Regions from separate parts of the Mus musculus genome. Here region 1 is linked to region 2. The links are chromatin contacts, called in public Hi-C maps. All regions are on one chromosome and are shown on one strand. Each heading gives the region's core, a stretch centred on a gene start, on an enhancer-like site or on the middle of the called end of the contact. The rest is flanking DNA. Distances are from core to core; before and after follow the strand shown.

Evidence for each region. A called contact is a pair of places that touch in the nucleus more often than the background predicts.
Region 1: a Hi-C map of uterus shows a contact between it and region 2, with 3 times the contacts expected there. The contact joins two enhancer-like sites. A contact is called at or near these places in 2 of 484 Hi-C or Micro-C datasets (epidermal suprabasal cells and uterus) and 1 of 115 datasets of contacts at active chromatin or transcription factors (pancreatic cancer cells).

What each region holds. Positions count from the first base shown.
Region 1 is chr10:45,044,757-45,050,735 of GRCm38.p6, reverse strand. No RefSeq gene overlaps it. Among named protein-coding and RNA genes, the nearest start is that of Prep, 19 kb to the left of the region's middle. Within about 2 kb of position 1,790, at least 85 of the 459 cell types and tissues checked have an H3K27ac peak or open chromatin away from gene starts, as enhancers often do. A contact at or near this core is called in uterus, where this site is marked.
Region 2 is chr10:44,884,458-44,889,965 of GRCm38.p6, reverse strand. No RefSeq gene overlaps it. Among named protein-coding and RNA genes, the nearest start is that of Gm40638, 56 kb to the left of the region's middle. Within about 2 kb of position 2,480, at least 56 of the 459 cell types and tissues checked have an H3K27ac peak or open chromatin away from gene starts, as enhancers often do. A contact at or near this core is called in uterus, where this site is marked.

The DNA.
Region 1 (5,979 bases), core at 541-3,040, 160 kb before region 2:
TTATAATACACAATAAGTGAGAAATGCATTATTGAGAATTTTTTTTGTGGTTTTTTTTTGTTTTGTTTTGTTTTGTTTTGTTTTGTTTTTAGAGACAGGGTTTCTCTGTATAGCCCTGGCTGTTCTGGAACTCACTTTGTAGACCAGGCTGGCCTCGAACTCAGAAATCCGCCTGCCTCTGTCTCCCGAGTGCTGGGATTAAAGGCGTGTGCCACCTGGTAACTTACAATGTCTCAATAATACTTTTAAAATGTAATAAGGGTAGAGTCTCCTTTGCTTTCTCTAGCCTTTCTTTGCCTTCCTGCGTTTAGATATTGAGTAATCCGTGAGTTCTTGGCCTCCTCTCCTCTCCTCTCCTCTCCTCTCCTCTCCTCTCCTCTCCCTCTCCTCTCGCTGGCCTACATTCCACTGAAACCTACTGTTCTTCAGAGTAACATCTAAGCTCGCACTCTGAGGTTGACCTGTCTTTTGCTAAAAGGACTTCAAAGGTCCCCATTTCTTATATATATTCGATCTTCTCATTTGCATCAACCTTTTTTATTTTTTTTCCAAGCATCTCTCAGGGGGGAAAATGATCCTTCGTATGCACACATGAGCACACCCAGGAAACTGGACAGAGGAGCCATTCCAGGTTAAATACAAATACCAGTCAAAGGGCAGAACTTCACCTTGTTTTTCCTTTAATAATAAAAGTCCGTTTCAAAGCAGATAGTCACTTAACATACCCATGTATATAACATCTGGGTAGAAGGGACAGAAAAAGCAAAGGAGTCACAAAATATATGAAAACCTCCTAAGCTGAAATCTCAAGAATGAGAAAGGCTGAAATGGTTATAGCTCTGGAGGGAGGGCTGGGGAGGGAAGACACAGTGGTAGATATTTAGGGAAGATGCCTTGGGAGCTAAGAGCAAGGTATACAATGGAGGCAATGTGAGAGGGCGGTGTGGCTGGTGCGCATGCGCAGAGCAGTGCAGGCACTGGGAGAGAGAGAGAAGCTGGAGGAGAAAACAAGTCTCCTATATTCCTTGTCAGAGGGGAGCTAGAGCAATTTACTTCAGAGTAAATCACTTCTACGGTGTGTGAGTCTGATAATATTATTGATATGACCAAAAATATGAACGGGGGCAGACCTGCTGTAATGAGAGATCAGGGACCCAGGGAACAGACAACGCGTTTCCTTCTTAAGTCCTGGGATCGAACAGCTTCAAGTCAGCAGTACCCAGAGGCAAGAAAGAGGGAAGATGGCTCAGCATCTTGCAGAGCCTGGCTGCCTAGCATAGATGCTTGGATTCTAGTGTTACCACCTGGCAAGTAGGAGGGGAGACAGGGTTATGAGCAGGTGTTTTTTATGGGTCAGGCCTGAAAGTAGCACACATTATTGCTTCGCTTCTGCTCCATTAGTCAGATCCAGTCTCGTGGCTACCCCAGATTATAAAGGAACCTGAAAACTGGGGCCTGCGTGTGACGAAGAAGAAAAGAAGATGGGTTTCAGGGACACTGGCAAGTAAGCCCCTGCCTCAGAATGGGAAACCCCTGCTCACTTCCCCACTCAGCCTTTGGTCTGTTGCCTCAGCCTTCCTCACATCTCTTGTCTCCGTCCCATGTCTAATCCCTTCACACCAGTGTATTGAGGCCCTCTTGGGTTACTTCTGTCAACCCTAGTCCTTCTGCCATGTAATTTTTTATGCTTTGGTCAGCAACGAGTTGTTTGTTTGCCCAGCGTGCCCTGCTCTGAGGAAACAGTCCAGCCTTGCTGGTCAGCTGGAGTAACTAGCCATGCAGGTTGGTGAATCAGCAGGTGGCACTCGGTGTCAGCAAGACACCCATTCTAAAGCCACACACAAGTAGTGAACGCCTGGGTTCAGTCACGCTCAGGGGAGCCAAACACTGGCTCTCGTGACCTACTTCCTCAAGACTCGACTTTCAAAAGAGTGACTACGCCCAGGCTGACCAGAGGGTTGTTAAAAACAGAGATGTCAACATGCTCTGAACTGACTGCCAACAAAAACATTCCCTTTGTGTCGCGGCTTTCTTCACAGTGCACTCAGGAAGGACAAAGAAGTTTGACCTGTCTGGGTTGGAGGGCGGCAAGCCGCTGTCCTCAGAATTTCTCTCTAGCAGGTGAAGAAAGAGGAATGGGTGTTTTAAAACGAGAGTTGAGGTGACTGCCCGCACAGGTACTAATTAGCCCTAGTTGCTGTTAGGAAACTGGCTCCCTTCAAAGGCTTCATTGTTTGGCTGCTTCTTCCCTCCACCTGTGTCACCTGCTCCTTTCACTCCACAGCACGTCTAGGGTGTTCTCCCCAGCACTGTAAGGCGCAGATGAAAGTGGTCAAAGGAAAGATCTGGAGATGGAGGCTCTTCATTGAGCCTCGCAGCTAACGCTGACATTGACGGAGATAAGAAGGGACAGGGAACCAGGAAGCTCTTATCTTTGTCTGCCTGTGGCTCTGTTTCTCTTTGCTTACGTCCAAATTCAGACGTTTAAAGATCATATGTCTACGCTCGTGACTCATAGGGTCCTCCGCCATCAAGACAAGCAAATAGTTTCATAGGTAACGTGTCTAGGATAATCTGAATGCTAGGGCTCTCCTTTGCCTTCATTTAAAATACAGGCTCCTAGAAATCCAAGCAAGGGATGGGTTCTCCCTGATGCTAGTTTGCATTGTAATGATCAGAGATTAGTATTTTTCCATCACCTAAAACCATCACCATCCTTTTTTTTTTCTTTTTTTCTTTTTGGTTTTTTGATTTTTGGTTTTTCAAGACAGGGTTTCTCTGTATAGCCCTGGCTGTCCTGGAACTCAGAGATCTGATTGTTAACCATTATTCAGATCTAGCAGTCTCTGTGGGTACAGCAGTACTTTCGGTCTCACTGCCCATCTTAAAAATATATGCATTTCCCTAAACTTCTCTTCCAAGAATTCCCTTTTCATTTACCTCAATTAGGTGCTTTATTGATAGATTGATAGGTTGATTTTTTTTGTTTGTTTTTTTGTTTTGAGAGAATGTTTCTCCATGTAGCCTTGGCTGTTGTGGAATTCACTGTGTAAACCATGCTGGCATCAAACTTAGAGATCTGCCTGACTTTGCCTCCCACCTGCTGGGGTTAAAGGCATGGGCCACCATCACCACACCATGCTTTTTATTTTATTTTGAATTATATGTATGTGTATCTGTGTCTGTGTGGGTTTCTGTATGTGAGTGTGGGGACCTGTGAAGGTTAGAGAGCCACTGGAGAGGGGGTTACAAGTGGTTGTGAGCTTCCTGACACGAGTTGGGAATCAAACTCAGGTCCTCTATAAAAGCAGCAAGTTCTCTTAACTGCTGAGCCAACTCTCCAGACCCCTGCGGCATGATTTTAAAATACATTGTACTTGTAGCATAGATGTAGATGGATACTAGAGCATGCAGGAGAAGCCATATAATTAGGAGTTTTAGAAAAACCACGTATCAGTGGCTTAAATGAGGAAAGGTTTGTTTCTCTCTTTCGTTTTATGTCCAGGGCGGGTAACACAGGGCCTCGCTGCATATTTAGTCAGCCAAGGACCAGATCCAGTGCTCCAGTGTGTGCCATGACCATCCAGTTTGAGAAAACAGCTAAACACATCTCAGAAATCTCTACCAAGAACTGTGTGTTGCTTTTGTTCGTGCTAGGTTGACCGAAGGAAAAGGCAGGGCCACAGCTAATTGCAAACCAAATAAGAATGGTTAAAAAGGTGAGCACCTCCTTCCATTTAGATGCATCTCACACCTTCAAGGCTGCCACACACCTTAGAGAGGCAGAAAGGGTAGGCAATGTCTTTATAGACACATAATACATATCCTATACATAATATACCTCAACTTACATAGATTTAACAGTCTTAAGATTTAATAACTTTTTAAGATTGGATTGTTGCGATTACTCTTTCCTTTTTAAAGTTCTGCACACTTTTGGATCTTGTACACTCGGTGCTCTGTATTGGCAGACTCTATATTAGCAGTCTCTACCAACGTGGATTGAAACATTTTGCCAAAACAATTGTATCTGTATTGAATGTGTCCAGGCTTTCTCTTGTCATTAGGCCCTGGCCATTCATTAAAACATTCATTTACATGGCTTTCCTGTGGTATCAGCTATGACATCACAATTAGAGATGATTATCACACGGGAAGACAGGCACAGATTATATGCAAACAGTCACTTTGTGGAAGGGACTGAGTGCTGGCAAATTTTTTGCTTCCCTGGGCTTGGATAGTGGTGGGGAGCCTGGACCCAGTCTTCGGAAGATACCAAGAGAGGACTGTATTTGTACTGGTGGAATTAACAGGGACGAGTTGTGGCCTAATTCTGGTCATGGAAATCAGACAGCCTTTCTCTTGCTTGGTCACTATCACAGTAGCAGAAAGGACTCCAAACCCCTTTCAGAGTCTCTTCTTAATTGATTCCAGGTGTCATCAGTGGTATTTACTGTGTGCTAATAAATGTGCTCAGCCAGGTGTCACTAGGCTCTGTCCTAGTTCTGGCTTTCCAAAGACCAGGCTCCCACAAAGCCCCTAAAGGCAGAGCTTTCTCCTCCCAGTAGGATGCTAATGCCTGGGAAACAGCCCAGGACTCCAAGGAGCTGTCTCTACTCTCAGGGAGAGCCAGTACCCCCAGTCCCACCAAAGTGTAGAGAGGTCCTTACCATTTTTATTGACTCCTGTTCCAGCTCTTTGTCGTTTAGAGCCAAGCACGGACCCTCTGACACATGTAAAGCTGAGATCAGGATCATCCAAGCCAAAGATCAGGATCGAAGCCTCCTTTTTTTTTTTTTCAGACAACCATGCAGTCAGACACCTGAGGCCCACCTGCCTTATTCTTCAGAAACACTCTAACTTCTCTGACTGTCATTGCGAGTGAACCCATGCTTAGAGCACTTTGGAAAGGTGTAAAATGGTTTCTCTATAACATGGCTGAGGATATGACTTGTTGCTTTGTTGGATCCAGGCACACTGGTGCTTCCGGTGTTGTGTAAAGGGCACCTACACAATGGGGAGAGTAACTGATAAAGGGAAACAACCACTGAGCTCCACGGCCCAGCGTATTTTATAGCCCCGGATTTGCCTCTCTCTCAGTGATCCCGAGAAAGTCACACATTCCTCCTAGGATCTGCAATCTAGGTTCTTTTACCACTTGAACAATTAAGGTTGAGTAGGCCAGGTTCGAAAGACTTTTAAAACTATGACGCTTGTGACTTGCGGACAAGATTTATTATTTGTGATTGCGGTCAACAGGGGGCAGCAAAGCTCCAGCTTTCAGTGTGTGAAGAGCAATCCCTGGGCCAGCAGCAGCAGCACTTCAGACTCATCTTATTCGCTTTATTCATTTGGAACCTGATAAGAGGTTGGAAACCCCAATTAAAGACTCTGTCGGGGGTGCTGGGGGAGATTCTCTTTTGTGAACTGAATAGAAAGGCAGGGCTTTAAGATGAACAGTCATTTTCTTTATACCTTAAAAATGAAGATGTTTTCATAAACAATTGAATTTCCTACTTCCGCCCGGGTCATTTTGTCTACTTAAGAGTGTGTAGGATACTGGAGCCTTCATATAAGGTGATGTCTGGAGTCTGTACTTGATGTCTTTGCGGGTTTTAGGTTGGATATTTAGGTTGGACTACATACAAACACCAGAAGCTTGTTTTTCAGGTTTAAGTATAGCGTATTTATAGCAAATGAGGTGTGTGTAAGTTCATGTGCATAGCAATGTTACAATATTATTTCAGCTTACATTTTACCATAGTTCAGGGAAATGACCTCAAAGTCTTTTGAACAATAGAAATTCTAACTTGTTTATTAACATGTTCTTTATCATAATTTTAAATGGATAGCTGCTTTGATAGCTTGGAAATTATTACAGCCCATGTTCTGCTGCAATACGTGAGAATGTTGATTTAAACATGCCCAAGGTCGCAGGAGAGATGACTCAGGGGTTAAGAGTACTACCTGCTCTTTTAG
Region 2 (5,508 bases), core at 1,231-3,730:
ATCAATTTAAGTTCCATTTTTCTGGGGAAGGTCAGATACCATATAATGAACCCACGAAAACAATCCGGTAGAGTGACCACGTGGTAAGGACCTGAAGCTCTTTAGAGACTCACCAGTATCTTGCTGACAGGAGAGTGGCCACCAAATAAGTAGATACTTAGCCTCCACTAAGCCTTTAGGTGATGACAGCTTTAATCAACATCTTGACTACAGCTTCTTGAGAGACTGTAGGAACCCTAATCAGGCACGTCTGAATTTCTGACTCATAGAGCTCTGTATATAAAAATAATGCTTATTTATTTTAAGCTGCTAAGTTTGGATACCTTACTGTTTAGCAATAGGTCACTAGGGTGACATAACTAATTCTGAGGCAGATGGTAATGTAATAACTAATATCAAGTAGGTTTTTACTTGGGCACAGATGGCTTATCTTTGCCAATGCCTATAGAATTGGTTGCATGTCTTCTGAGTGAATAATAATTCAATAACTTGAAGAAAGCTGAAGTTCTACCCTTTACCAAGGGCTTTTATTGATTCTCCTGGAAGGCTCACATACTGATTATAGTCAGAGCCTCGAGGTGAGTGCAAGGAAGAATTGAGAACTCTGTGGACAATAAGTGGTAGATGGCATCAAAGATGCTCCCAGTGAGCCCTACCTTCTGGTGTTTGTGAAGTGTGCAACTCTCTTCCTCTAAGCAGAGATTTTATCTGGCCACACACCTCTACTTCTAACTAGTTAAATATGAAGAGAGAGACAATGAATACTTCCAAGAAGAGGGTTGAAAGTGACCATGGCCTCTGTCTTGTTTGTCCTTCTTTCAACCCAGACTTCTCTGCAGGGAGCCAATTTTGAAGTTGGCCAGTAGAAAAGCCTGTTCTGTGGAAAACATCTACTGTAAAACAGCAAGTACCTAAGATCCTCAGTATAGCAACCTCAGAGGAGCTGAAACCTTGTGTGTGTGAGTGTATACACACACACACACACACACACACACACACACACACACACACACGCATTGACATGAGTATGTCTCCTTTCAACCTGAATCATATTTGCAGCAACTTAGTTTTATTTTACTTTTAAGGGCCCTACTGAAATATTTTTGAGATAACTAAAATGAAGAGAATTCTAATATAATCTAAGTTTCTTATACTAGTTTCAACTTATACAGCAAAGGCAATCTTTCATTTCTTTATGGTTGCTTAGCTCCCCCATGGATAGTTTAGATGTACTGTATATCAGCAAGAGCTTTGGTTTTTGGCGTTGACAGAGAGGAGGACAAAGCACTATTTTCAAAAACGTGATTCAGTCAAAATTTGCAGTGCTTTGTTCACTTCCTAAAGACACCCTCACTTAGGAAATGTGTATCAAGAAACACAGTTATGTTAAGACTTTGAAAGTGTAGACACAAAGAAAGAATATTTAGTGAAACTGGAATTTTCTCTGCGAGGAAACCCAACAGAATGGATGAGAAGACCTGAAGGGTTCTTGAAAACAGAGCAAGAGAATCTTCCAAAGTAGAGGAAAGACTTTCAGAACATTCCCACTTGGGCCTTTACCCACTGTGATGAACGAGCTATCTGCTTAAGAGAAATGCTGTGGCCATCAAGTCCATTGGATGCTCCTGACAATTAGATGTCTGTCTCCATTTGAACTACTCTACTATTTTTTTTTTCCAAACAAAAAACTCTGACATCTTATTCTGCTCATTGGTGCAGGATTAAATTAAGGGGAAGATTTCCTTCTGGTCATCTTCCCTTACTTGACAGCTGCTCCCCTGACTTGGGACCACTGATGAGCAATTGATGATTTTTAATAAGAATCCACCAAATCAAGTGTTTTTTTTTTTAAGTTTCCTAAATGACTATCCTTATTTTCAAAGTAATCAGTGTTACCTGGACTTTATACTTTTCTGAGGCCTCCATGTGCGCTGAGATTATCAAAAGGAGGAGAAAGATGGACACAGAAGCTCAAGAAGAATCATTTCCCATTTCCAAGAGTGGTTAGGAGAGGAGGAAGTAGATCCTATGGGCCAATGTAGCCCATAATAGAAAGGGTTAGGTTTGGGTTATGGTTATGACACTGCCTAGAATAGAAAGCTATTTGTGGGCGGGTTGTTTGTGATATATCATCTTCCCTACCCACCTGAGAATGAATGATGCACATCAGCTACCAAATTCCATTACACACGCAAAACTCAGCTTTTCTCTGCCCTTTCTTCTCTTTCTTGCTACCAATACCCCAAAGCCAGGACTCAAGGCTTCTAGACACCACCAGATGAGTCAAGGTACTGCGGCCCAGACAAAGTAAGCATTGGCTCTGTCACCACACAGACACGAAGGCATCCGAGAAACCACAGCCCTCTGGCTCCCCTGCCCCTGCCTTCTTAATCAAACTGATGCAGAGGGTGTGTACAGAACTCATTCAGGGCGCACAAAAAGCACGCTGTTAAAATGCCTCGCAGCAGTTGGCCTGCAGAAAGGCCCATTGAGCTGTGATTCACTGAGGAAAAGGAAGGGTCCGAGGGCAGCCAATCAAAGCCTGACCCGAGAAGCTTGGCTCTTACAGGAAGCAGCCTAATTATGTTACTGTAATCCCCGGGTTTGCATTTTTCAGCCACCTCACAGACTTCAATGATTATGTAATTACGGAAAACTTCACAACAAACACGGAGATTCCTTCTGGAGGCCACATTGGAGACTGAAATGTGCATTAGAGTGTGGGAGGAACGCACACAGCTCACAAAGGGGAGAGCAAAGAGATTTATTGAACTTAAAAGGCCACATTTTAAAAGGGCCTCTACCAGACCTCCCTTTTCGTGTGCACATTTTTTGCACCTGCAACTGTTTGTGGGCTCGAGAGCAATAGCCCTCCCCCCTTTTCCCAAGAGACCACACTTTAATGCCTTGGCCCCAAATGTGTCATTTTCCTGCCAGGGGGGGAGAAATCAAAAGAAACCAAGTTTTTAGAACTTTGCTGTAAAGAAAATAATAGTTCTGAGAAGGATTGGAGCCACATTTTCAGGTTAGACACAGTTGTTAGAGAGATGTCAGAAGAGAAAACCTCCCTCTTCACTTTCCTTCCCGACTCTAAGTTCTGTGTTTCCATGGGTTCTGGGTGACATCTGTAGCATCCATTTTAGTGTGGGCTGCAGCAGGCTTTTGACTCTGAAGCATGTAACTGAACTCAGACCACAATGTTCAAAGTCAAGACAGCAAATGGACCTTTCTGATTCTTCCCAGAGAAGATGCCATATAAATTATTTCCATTAAAACAAACCTTTGATACCATAAGTGAATTGTGGAATTTTGGTAATGATGCTCATGAATGAAGTGCTGACAACTGGTCTTGCTTTAGATGGTGTTTGTGGGTAGGGCCCGGGTGAGAGCAGGGATCAAAACTCAGTTTTGGCCATCGATCCACTTCCTCCCTCCCCCACCACCCACCTCATATATTGAGATGAAAGTTAGGGCACAAAGTCTCGTTTAAATCATTATGAACTGTTGCATTCAAAGAGGCATCTGTGAACTTTTATAAGATTGGCCACGATTTGCCCAATTATTTCTCCATTCTCTATACACAGAATAGAAAGTTCCAGATCAAGGGTCACAATTGAAACAAAAATCCTCATGTACATATGAGCTAGAATGCATTACTAAATAAAAAATACAACAGAGCCCTTCCATGCATATAATAGCAAAAGCATGAACTTGATCAAATAGATGAGAGGAACAGATGTAGTAGGTCAAGTATACTTAGCTTGCGTTGGTATAACATGGAAGATACTGAAGATCTTCCCCATGGAATGAATCTTCAACCTTAAAGACATAGGATTCTCATACATCTTGTAAAATGCTAGTGAGTCACACAGTCAGATAGCTGGAGGCTCTTAGAAATAAGATCTATTCATCTCACTGGAGAGAAATAAATTATTGTCTCAGAGAAAGAGTTCTTTTGCTTTTCATTACATGGCTCAATCCAGTTTTGAAACAGGTTTAGGTACCATGGAACACACCTAATATATTCTTTAGTTCAGCTTCTTATGGGAAAAATGAAGGAGGGCATTTGAAGCAATGGACGGGACTGTGTACAGGGGGAAACAGAAAGGCTCGGAGAGCACACACAATGTTTTGGGGATCAGAGAAGTGGGAGGAGAGGAGATTGTAGAGACTCAGGAGAGCATTGGGGGCTATAGGCTTGAGCAACTCAGTGGGGATTGAGGGCTCCCTTGAACATATGGCCTGCCTGACCTGCCTGGGGTCAAAAGGAAGCCTATCTTGAAAACACAATGGGGGAGCTTAGAGTTAAAGAAAGCAAGGGCAGGGCTCCTGGGAGGATTTCTCTTTACATGAGTAGGTTACCCAAGGAAATCTTCTAGGCCTATGCTCCTGAATAAAACACTTCTTCCTCCTCTGAGCGTACAATGGAGAAAAGGGCCAAGAATCTTGGGCAGCAGTGAATCCACTAGGAGGAAGCTTCTGGAGGGACTCATACCCTTGGAGCTAGAGTGGAGATTCAAAGATGTCCACTATTAGTTCTGTCTAGGCTCCAAGTACAGATAGCCAGAGGCATCCCAACACATCTCACCTGAGGAGGCTTGCTCTGTGGAGACATCCCAACACATCCCACCTGAGGAGGCTTGCTCTGTGGAGACATCCCAACATATCTCACCTGAGGAAGCCTGCTCTATGCATGGATTTCTTCTCTCCTAACTTGAAAAAAACAATAGGAATGGATAAAGGAGCTGTGGCCTAGAGTTCTGATGACAGAAAAACAGTTTATTTAGTTTTACCAAGGGGAAGAACAGGTCTTTTCTTCCTTCCTTCCTTCCTTCCTTCCTTCCTTCCTTCCTTCCTTCCTTCCTTCCTTTCTTTTCTATTCTTCCTCCTCCTCCCCTTCCTCTCCCTTCTCCCCCTTCTCTTTATTATTCAATTTTTGACCAAAATATTATTTGGATTTTTCCACTTCAGCTTTTCAGTAGTTTACGACGCCTTTCCAGCAGGCCTCCCTCCTAGAAGATGGCTGTTCCTAAAGTGCCCCCATTCCACAGTTCCACTTCTGCTGCTGGAAAGCAGAGCACATGGTGACCCTAGGAGACCTGTATCAACTTTTCCATGGACAGCCTCTTCTTGAATTCTTGAATACACAAATAAATGTGGAGCCTTAGTTTTTTACTTCCCACCCACATGGAAAGTGTATCGAAAGCTGCTCCTCCATAGGCCGGCTGGAAAAGGAGCAACAGGATCGCTAGACAGGATATGGTGTCAGATCGATGTCATCCTATTGCTGCAGACGGTTTGACCTGTTTGGGTCGTTTCTCCCTCACTTTCTCCCAGCACTATAGGGCTTTAGGATTCAGGATTCTTTGAGCAGTATCGCCCTTGCAAGGTCCACCGCTGACTTACTGGGGAAGTTGAAGCTCCCAGAACTGGCTGCTGGACCCCTATTCCCAGGCTTGAAGAATCTGATTTTCAGCTATCTTTGTCATAACCCCAAGGCTATTACTA